Linked DNA regions of Ovis aries: region 1 is linked to region 2. Evidence: chromatin contacts called from public Hi-C data. All regions are on one chromosome and are shown on one strand. The core of a region is the stretch at or near the end of the contact, and the rest is flanking DNA. Distances in the headings are between cores, read along the strand shown. Region 1 has its middle 100 kb from the start of ZNF644. Region 2 holds the start of ZNF644 (zinc finger protein 644).

Region 1 (4,856 bases), core at 239-2,738, 110 kb before region 2:
ACTAGAGCCTTCTTTAAGCATCCTGACACCGGAGAGGATCAGATCATCTAAGAGTCTCCAATCTAGGTCTTAACAGCTTTCAAAAATCAAACACGTTAAAACAAAACAAAACAAAAGCACTGAGAGGCAATTGAGTATTTTGCCAGCCTCTGTGTAAGGAGAGATAAGGGCAAGAACCACCTACAGTAAGAGATGTGCGGTTTAGCTCTTCTAGAAGAAAATAAGGCCTCCAGAAAAATTACTGGATTTGGAGAGAAAAGGCGGAGTCATTTGACAACACTTCATTGTAACAGTGAACCTGGAAACTCCTCTGAGACCTCTTTTAGCCAGGAGTGGCAACCTCCTCCCACCGCCCCAGAGGGATGGCAACATCCTGCCCTTGCCTTTTCTGTAGCTCTCTTTCATTCTCTTCCCTTGATGGCTCAGACAGAAAAGACTCTGCCCGCGATCCAGGAGACCTGGGTTCAGTCCCTGGGTCGGGAAGAATCCCTAGAGAAGGGAATGGCTACTCACTCCAGTATTCTTGCCTGAAGAATTCCACGGACAGAGAAGCCTCATGGGTTACAGTCCTTGGGATTGGACATGACTGAGCAACTAACACTTTCACTTTTTTCACTTCTCTCCAGTGCAGTCTTGGTTGGACTTTCTGGATTAGCAAATGCCAAGTGCTCAGGCTCCTGGCCAGTCATACAAACTCTTTGCAGACTGGTGCAGGCAGGGCAGCACAGCGCCCAGCCCCTCAGCAGTGCCAACACACGGACCTTCCCTCCACACCTCTGTCGTTAACAGAAACCAGCTCCCAACTCCTGGTCCCAGAGCCTCTTAGCTCAAGATCTCCAGAGAGACTGCCCATCCTGCTCTGTCAGCTCAGGGCAGACAGGAGCATCTCCTCTGACCGTGCTGTCTGGTCTCACTCTGAAGTCAGGGGGTGCACAGTGGAGTGGCTGTGGGCTGGCCAGACCCTCTGCCAGGAAGCTGACACTAAACCTGACTTTTTAAAATTGTGTTTATTTCTTTTCAATTGATTATTTTACAGTATTGGTTTTATTTCTGTCATACATCAGTATGAATTAGCCAAAGACATACATATGTCCACTCCCTCTTGAAACTCCCTCCCACTTCCCGCCTTTCCCCACCCCTCTAGGTTGTTACAGAGCTCTGGGATGAGCTCCCTGCCTGCCTCAGTTCTGATCAGTTCTGTGGGGGAAGCTCTGCGGAGAGTGACTCCCAGAAGAGAGGCGGTACTTACGGGGGATGGGAACCTGAGCGGTGAATTCAGGGCTGCGGTTGGGATGGGGTTGTATTCGTTTTTGATTGCTGTGTAACGAATTACCACAAGCAGAGGGGCTGAAAACAGTACAAATGTGTGATCTGTGGGTAGGAAGTCTGACAACAGGTCTCACTGGGCTAAGTCGAGGTGTCGGCGGGGCTGAGGTCTTTCTGCGGGAGAATCTGTCTCCTTGCCTTTTCCAGCCTCTGGGGCCGCCGCCATTTCCGGCCTTGTGGCCCCTCCTCCACCGTCATCGCCGGCTGTGTTGCTTGCTCTTAGCACCCTTCTGTCGTCACAACTTTCTTTCCTGACCACAGAAGGGAAGGTTCTCCACTTCTGAGGACTCATTGGGCTCGTCTGGATCATTCGGGTTCATCTCTCCATCTCATCGTCCTTAACTTGAGTCCTATCTGCAAAGTACCTTATTGTGGGTTGAATTGTGTCTCCCAGATTCAAAGGTGGAAGTCTTCAACCCCAGACTGTGAACTTATTTGAAAATTGAGTCGTAATGTAATCAGTGAAGATTTTGTCCTGAAGGGCAAGCCTTAATACAATATGATTGATTTCCTTATTGAAAGGGGAAATTTGGACCCAGACACGGACACACATAAAGGCAAGATGATGCGAAGAAACACAAGGAGAGGAAACACAAGTCCAGGAGAGAGGCCTGGAACAGGCAGAGGCTTTCCTCGCAGCCCTCAGAAGGACCCATCTTGATTTTGAACCTGTAGCCTCCAGAACTGTGAGAAACTAAATTTCTGTGGTTTAAGCCACCCAGTTTGTGGTACTTTGTTACAGCAGCCCCAGCAAACCAATAGACCCCTTCTGCCATGCAAGATAACATATTCCCAGGCCCTAGGGATTAGGACACGGACATCTCTGGGAGGTCATTATCCTGCTGACCAGAGGTCTCATCAGTGGATCCCAGTCAGTGTTATTCACTGGACTTTGTCTTGGGACTGTGCTCAGTGGCTCCTCTACCATAAATTAAATAACAGACTGGATCTCAGGCTTGTTGCTCAGAAACACCTCTGCAAGTGTGAGAGGAGACTCAGACAACTGGGCCTCGCATGGGAAGCCCATCCAGCTTCAGACACTGTACTTTTGGTGAGCTACATGCAAAGGTGCTGGCATTTGCTGCCATTTTTGAGAGGGAGACATTGTGTTTGCAGAATTCAGTGAATTGGACATTATTGGCTATTTTCTCAGAACAAATAAAAACAAATAGCAGCGATGTCAGCAAAATGGTGAGATAGGAGTTTTCTCTTGTATTTCCACCAAAGGGCAGCAGTTATGACAGTCACCCACAGAGGAGAGTGCCTTTGTCGCCATGCAGGAGTCCGGTGAAGAAGGTCCACACGGCACCAGAGGAAAAACAGATCCAACACCAGGCACACTGAAGAGGGTGAGAGGACGAGTTTGGCTGTATGGATTCACTCACATGAGGAATCTAAAAAAAAAGAGAGAAAGAAAAACCGGAACTCTAGAAACAGAGAGTAGAATGGTGGATACTGGGGGCCAGTGGGCTGGGGAGGATGGGAAGATGATGGCAATAGGGTACAAGTCTTCAGTGATGGGATGACTAAGCTCTGGGGAGCTAACGTACAGCATGGTGACTGTAGTTCAGAACACTGCGTCTGTACTTGGGAGTTGCTAAGAGAGTAAACCTTAAGTGTCCCCACACAAGAAAGGTGACTACGGGACGGATGTGTCAGTGAACCTAGTTATGGTGATCACGTCACAGATACGTCGAGTCATCATATTGTAGCTTTGAAAGTGAAAGTGAAGTCGCTCAGTTTTTTGGTTTCTTTTTGGACTCTTTGCGACTCCATGGACTGTTGCCTACCAGGCTCCTCTGTCCATGGGATTTTCCAGGCAAGAGTACCGGAGTTGATTGCCATTTCCTTATTGTAGCTTTAAATATATACAATTTTGTCAATTACACTCCAATATAGCTGAACAAAGGTTATAAAAATCTTAAAATTGCAGAATCCAAATAATTATGAAGATTCACTATCTTCTATATTTCATGTTTATGTAAAATATAGTTTTTAAAATGTGTAAACAAGGACTTCTCTGGCTGTCCAATGGTTAAGACCCTGTGCTTCCAACCCAAGGGTTGCAGGTTCAATCCCCAGTTGGAGAAGTAAGATCCTGTAGGCTGCTACAGTGTAGCCAGAAAAAAAATGTGTAAACATAAAAAAAGAAACCAACAAACTGCTATCCACTATGTTACCCTCACTGCGTGAGAGAGGATGCCTCCCCTGGATGACAATGAGTAAGCGTCCCTCTCGGCTCTTCAGAGCCGTCCCACCACCCACAGGTGGACCATGAAGAGGTCAGCAAGGACGCTTTGCCCTGCAGGTCTCTAGAGCTGCTTGTGGGTTTAGTTAGGCCAGATGCCAGAGGGTAGAAACTGACATAAAATAATAGTATGTGAGATATGAAAACAGCAGATTAACCAGAAGAGTAAATCTGTGGCTGAAAATACAACAATGGGCTCATGTTCACTGCAGAAAAAGTGTTCACCTTCTCCATTTCCCCTGCCATTACCTTCAGCACGTCCTTCTCCTCTTTGATTCGGACCTGCAATATTCCTAGGGCTTCTCAGGTGGCTCAGTGGTAAAGAATCCACCTGCCAATGCAGGAGAAACAGGAGACACGAGTTTGATCCCTGGGTCAGGAAGATCCCCTGGAGGAGGAAATGGCAACCCACTCCAGTATTCCTGCTTGGAAATCCCATGGACAGAGGAGTCTGGTCCGTGGGGTCGCAAGGAGTTGGACACAATTTAGCATGCAACAATATTCCTACTCGGTTCCCTGTTTTGGTCCCTGGCTGCTTTTCATCCTCTAGCTGATGCATTTAAAATCTGGAAAAAGAAAAGCAAAACGCAGGCATACACACAGACACACACACATCTGACAGTGTCATTCGCCTGCTTAGGCTTTTAAACGTCCAGAGTCCCCATAACCCAGAAAGCCCAAGTTTCTAACTGCAGCGTACGAGGCCCACTCCACGTGGATGGAGCCTGCTTTTCCAACCTCATCCTTCACTGTGGAACAAGGGGACAGCCTATTTCAGAGTTTCCAAAAGTCTTGTCACTCTGCACTAGACCTAGCATTCTGGAGTCCTTGTGAAAAGTCCCAGTCCTCGTGACTCAGAGTCTTAACAAGCACCTGAAGCAAAGCTTATGTGCGCAAAGCTGGGGGCCGCTATAATCCAGGGCCGTGGTTCTGTTCCCCTCGGTCTCAAACACCGTTCTCCTCTGTGTCCACTTCCTCTTTGAGGTAATGTTCCTAGGGCATCTTCTCCTTCTCAGGTGAAATACATTGCCCCCTCTTTCCATCCTCCTAGCACTTTATACAGACCATCATGACACAGCTTTGTTCTACAGATGTTGGCTGCAGATCTGTCTCTCCTGCTGATTGAAGACTTCCTTGTCGTTAGGAACCATATCTTGTTCATTGTTTCCCCCCTGAGTAACTATACAGTTTCTCTGTATAGCTGACCATTTTTCCCTTTCGCCTTGGCCACTTAATGCGCTTAGAGTCAAATTCACAGCTCAGGTATCACAATTACCAAGCC
Region 2 (4,710 bases), core at 1,116-3,615:
CACAACTGAGCAGCTAAGTATGCACACACATTTATTGCATACTTGCTATGTAAAATCTCTTTGCTGGGGCTAGTGTGAGACAAAAATAAATAGATGGCTTGATCTCTGTTTACTCTCTTCATCTCTCTCTATGTCAAACATCCTCCTACTTCCACCCCAATTAGCAAATGTTTCCTAACATTTGCAGTTCCAGAAATGAGACTGCCTCACAATTTTGGTACTAAGAGGTAGGTTCTCTTAGAGTGAGGCCCTAAGATAAATCCAAACTTTGACTTGATTTTATTACTAGGATACTTTTTTTTATATTAAAGTAAGTTGGTTTACAATGTTGTGTTAATTTCTGCTATAAATAGTAGACTAATTGATGTTTCATTCTTTTTTCTTTCTGCCTACATTTCAGAAGTATTGGAATGTGGAGAATTAACTGTTTTTATCTACCATGAAACTGCATTTTCTTTTTGCTTAGGTCATTTGAGACCATATGTATCTTTACTTTGTATCTTTTATTGGGTAATTCCATTCACTGGAATAATACATTCATATATTGTGCTGATACTGTCAGGTTTTAACACTAATTACCAAGAGCCAATTTTGCTTTTCCTTTCTTCCTTGTTTTCAAGGATTCTGCACCAGGTGTATTCATCTGTGCTTTGTGAATTTTCTCCCGAGATGTTTTCCACATCTTGATTTCATTCTCGACTGCAATTTTTTAAAATGTCTTTAAATATTTTGGCTTAGAGCCACATAACTGATCCTTGGATTTTGCGACTTGCAATTTTCTTTTCTTTTTTGCAATACCTTATTCAAAATGTTTGCCCTTTTCAAGGTTTCTCTAATAGAAAGTTTTTTGACATCTATTTTGTTTATTAAGAATTTCATCAACCATTACTACTTTTACTATTACAATTATTATTATTACTTATGCTACTAATATTATTTCTATAGTATTACAGTTTAGTTGCTTAATTCTAGTATAAACAAAAAGTTTCATTAGTGAGACAAGTTTCTGATCATGGTTGAGTTCTAAGTGACTCTATTTGCTGGTAGTGTGATCTGATGCCCATCAGTCAGTCAGGGGTGTACATTCACAACAGAGTTTTATTGTTGTTGTTGGTAACTGCTTTGGTAGTGATAAATGTCATAAGAATTTCCATAGTACATTATAATTTTATTTATTGTAAGTCCAATAGTAAACTGAGAATGGCCAATTTTAATGGATTCTGCAAATAAAATAACTCACAAGGCAACTCCCCCAAATTGGTCAAAAATACACATTTCATTGCTTACCTATTTGTGTAAATGAAGAATAAAAATTTGTATTTTGAAAGAGTCCAGTCCAAGACTGTGTGACGCTGAGAAAATTACCTAACATCTCTTTGCTTCATTAGGTTTTAATGAAATTAAATGAGTTAGAACAATGCTTGGTCAACAGTAAGCACTCCAAAGTATTAGCTATTATTATTAACTAATTCAGCAAGTATAAATACCTGTTATTTGGAATGTTTGCTGATAATGATGATGAAGTCACCATCCTATAGGAAAGAGCATGTTTCTCATTCTCGTCAAATATTTGCAATTACAGTGTATTCCTCTGAATGCCAGTAACATCTAATGAAAGCTTTTCTTTCTTTTTTTTTTTTTTTTCAAGTGAGAACCCAGAGATTCGGAACAGCCAAAGAACTTAGTAAGGCAGGACTAGTAGATTCCTCAGGGACTTTTGATTCGTGTCAAACATGTTAGCAACTTTTTGTTGGCTCAGTTTAAAAGCAGAGACTAACTCCTCATCAGTGTTTCTCAAAGTGTGGTTTATGAGGCTGTCCTCAAACTCTTGAGGTGGCTACTTGTTTAAAGCTTTTTAGAACTCCCTAGGCTACTAATTGTTTGAAGGGTAACCAGTGTATCAGGTGTTTCTTATGTAACTTTAATTTGGAGACTCACAGCACGTTCAGTAATGCAGGGAGAAAGGATCCTCACAGAATCAAATTGGACCAAAGCCAGGGCACCTTTTAGGGCAGGCCTTCCTACCCTAACTGTGATGCTACGTTTGATGGTCTGCTTGTTCATCAAGCATCTCCCAACAATTGGTCCCCTTAAGATCTAGAAAACTTCTGCCATGACTCTACGGTTGTGACCGGCAATCTTGGGATCTTTAGCTGTTTTCCTCAACAGGAGGAAGAGAAAAGGAATTGTGCCACTCTCGTGATCGTGGAACTCAAACATGGGTCTGTTCCACCTTAAAGGGCCTAGGCTTGCCTAAGTGTTTGGGTCTTGCAGAGTTTGGGCACCACCATATTTGGAGCGTGCCTACTTTGGGGCGGGAACCTCCTTGAGAGTGATTAGGTCAGCGCTGGGGGAGGTGACCTTGTTGGGTTTCTGGCACCCGAGAACAGTAGTGCACTGTTTCTGCTGCCCGCGTTGGTGTAATTGGCCCAGACGCTCCACCAGCGCGAGGCCGCCCAGGAGCTCCTCGCTGGCCGCCCCCGCGGCCCGTAGGTCGGTAAGAGGCGGGAAAGCAGCGCGCCTGCGCCGTGGGAACCGGGGCCCCAGGCGAAAAGCGGGGAGCGGAGGGGGGCCGTTGGAGCCGAGTAGCGTACAGAGCGGCGTGTGACGCGGGGACGCCGCGCGCTCCCAACGTCGCCCCGGTTTGACGCACACGGCACCAAACTGTGAGTTTCAGGGGTTATTTGGTCGGAATCGCCCGGACCCGTGTGGGTTTGGGGCCTCTGGGCTGTGGCGGCGCGGGACTGGGGGTGGCGGAAGAACTTGGGGGACCCGGCCTTCGGCGCTCGGGCCCGGGGAGCTACGCCCTAGGCTGGGTCCCAACCATCCAAAAGGACGCATTTTGCCGCACAGGCTAAGATGGCGGCGGCGGCCGAGGAGGCGGAGTTGGTGCTACACAAGGAGCCCGGGCCCCGGGTTCGGGGAGGCGGCGGCCGCGGGGGGCGGCGGAACCTGAGGTGAGCGGCGGTCGCCGCCGCGGGGCGGGACTCGGTGGAGGTGGGGAGGGGGCACTTTACCACGGCGGCGTCGGAGGATCCGGTAGCGGACACAAAGGGGTTGAGCTGGGCACTAGACTTGGGGGTTTTGTTTAGTCACATGAAGCCGAGCAGCCAGTGAGCAGTAGGGGGAAGGGGGCCGAGATCAGGCGGCTTGGGGAGCCTGGCGGTCGCCATTGCAATGCACTGAGTAACGGGGCGGTCCGAGAGCAGTCACCAACCCCCTCTCCTCGGGGCTGCCCCGTCTCGGCCAGAAGCGTAGGCTCTGGCGTTAACTGTACACACCCCTCCCCTAACGTGGGACCAGGACCGCATAGCCCTCCCCTCCCCGTGTTCTGCAAGATCTTATGCCGCTAGGTGCCTGGGAAGTAACAGCAAGAGGTAAATCGCTCAAAGTGGGTTGCCAGGGGCTTGGTGGGTGTCCAGCTAAAGCTTTTTGCTTCTCCAGGTCTGATTCCCTGGCCTTTGTGTCCCTGGGAGCTTAATCTCTGCCAGAGGAAAGCAGGTGTGCTCCACTTCTCCCGTGAACCTGAAGATGAGTTGTCCCAGACCCTTCTCAGTGATTGGAAACTTAGGTGGTGGAACTAACGGTTTCTTGTTACGAGACTTCCACAGACGACTCTCGTGTTGGGATCCATCCATGGTTTAGCAACATTAGTGGAAAACTTTTCTTGAACTGTTTAAGTAACATTGATACAAATTTAGTTGTTACAGAACTTTCATGTCTAGAGTTAAGATTTTGTGTGGTCCTTGAGAAGTACTCAACGAGAGAAACACAGTTGAGGTCCATGATGGTCCTGTTTCTTATACAAGTTAATAATATCGTCGGCAGAAATAACCAAAACACCATCATCTATTCTGGCCAGTCCTAACTAATGCCAGGCTTGTTGCATCCGGATGATAGATTAGATTTGCCTTAATAGTATATTGCCTCTCTGCAGTAGTTTAGTTACATAGTTTTGGTCCCACAAGAAAAAGAGAATTTCAAAAAATAGACAACTCAAATTTCTCAAAGAAAGGAAACGTGCTGTTTGCCTTCATTCATATATGTAAGTATCCAGGAAACTTGATGGCACCAATATTTACATCCATAGATATTTGTAAGGAAAAATTAGTGTTTATAAAGAAGTTACAATTTAGTTTAGATATTTAAATAGGTAAAGCATGAAGCCTTGACTAGTATTAATGTACATTGCTAGTATATATTTACATTGCTTTCACAGTCGTGGTGGTGGTGAGTTTTTAATTTCTAACAATTTAAAATTATACAGCACCTACATCTACAGCATACTTTGTATATTTGTAATATTCTAAATACAAAATTTGGAAACACCTAATGTTTTGGCCAGGTCACATTAACAAGTTAAATTACTTTATTGAAGGGATAGTTAAACATACTTATATAACTAACTTTAGATCTGTTTGAATTGAAATTTGAACTTTTCAGCATTTCTTAAAACTTTGATTTTCCTTGTTTTATGTTGCCCCCTCTTTTAACTTTTCTCCTAATAGAGAACAATCTTGTATTAATGAGAGATACATTATTATCAGCAAAATTATTATTGAATTATATAGTTTTAGCTTAGAAGGAATCTTAGAGAACAACTAGTATTACCCTCTCACGATATTTTGAGGGCCAAAGATGATTGCATTAAGGGCATAATGGAAAACTGTCTCTCGACTTCCAACTTATTGGTCTTTTCATTGGTCACAT

Evidence for each region. A called contact is a pair of places that touch in the nucleus more often than the background predicts.
Region 1: a contact with region 2 is called in a Hi-C map of liver, with 3 times the contacts expected there. The contact joins the enhancer-like site here to the promoter of ZNF644 in region 2. A contact is called at or near these places in 4 of 16 Hi-C or Micro-C datasets (hypothalamus, liver, omental adipose tissue and 1 more).

Annotation. Positions count from the first base shown.
Region 1 is chr1:68,469,778-68,474,633 of ARS-UI_Ramb_v3.0, reverse strand. No RefSeq gene overlaps it. Among named protein-coding and RNA genes, the nearest start is that of ZNF644, 100 kb to the right of the region's middle. Within about 2 kb of position 1,488, at least 4 of the 54 cell types and tissues checked have an H3K27ac peak or open chromatin away from gene starts, as enhancers often do. A contact at or near this core is called in liver, where this site is marked.
Region 2 is chr1:68,365,522-68,370,231 of ARS-UI_Ramb_v3.0, reverse strand. It overlaps ZNF644 (zinc finger protein 644), which reads left to right and starts at 2,365. Exons shown (of 7, transcript XM_060411565.1): 1 at 2,365-2,497.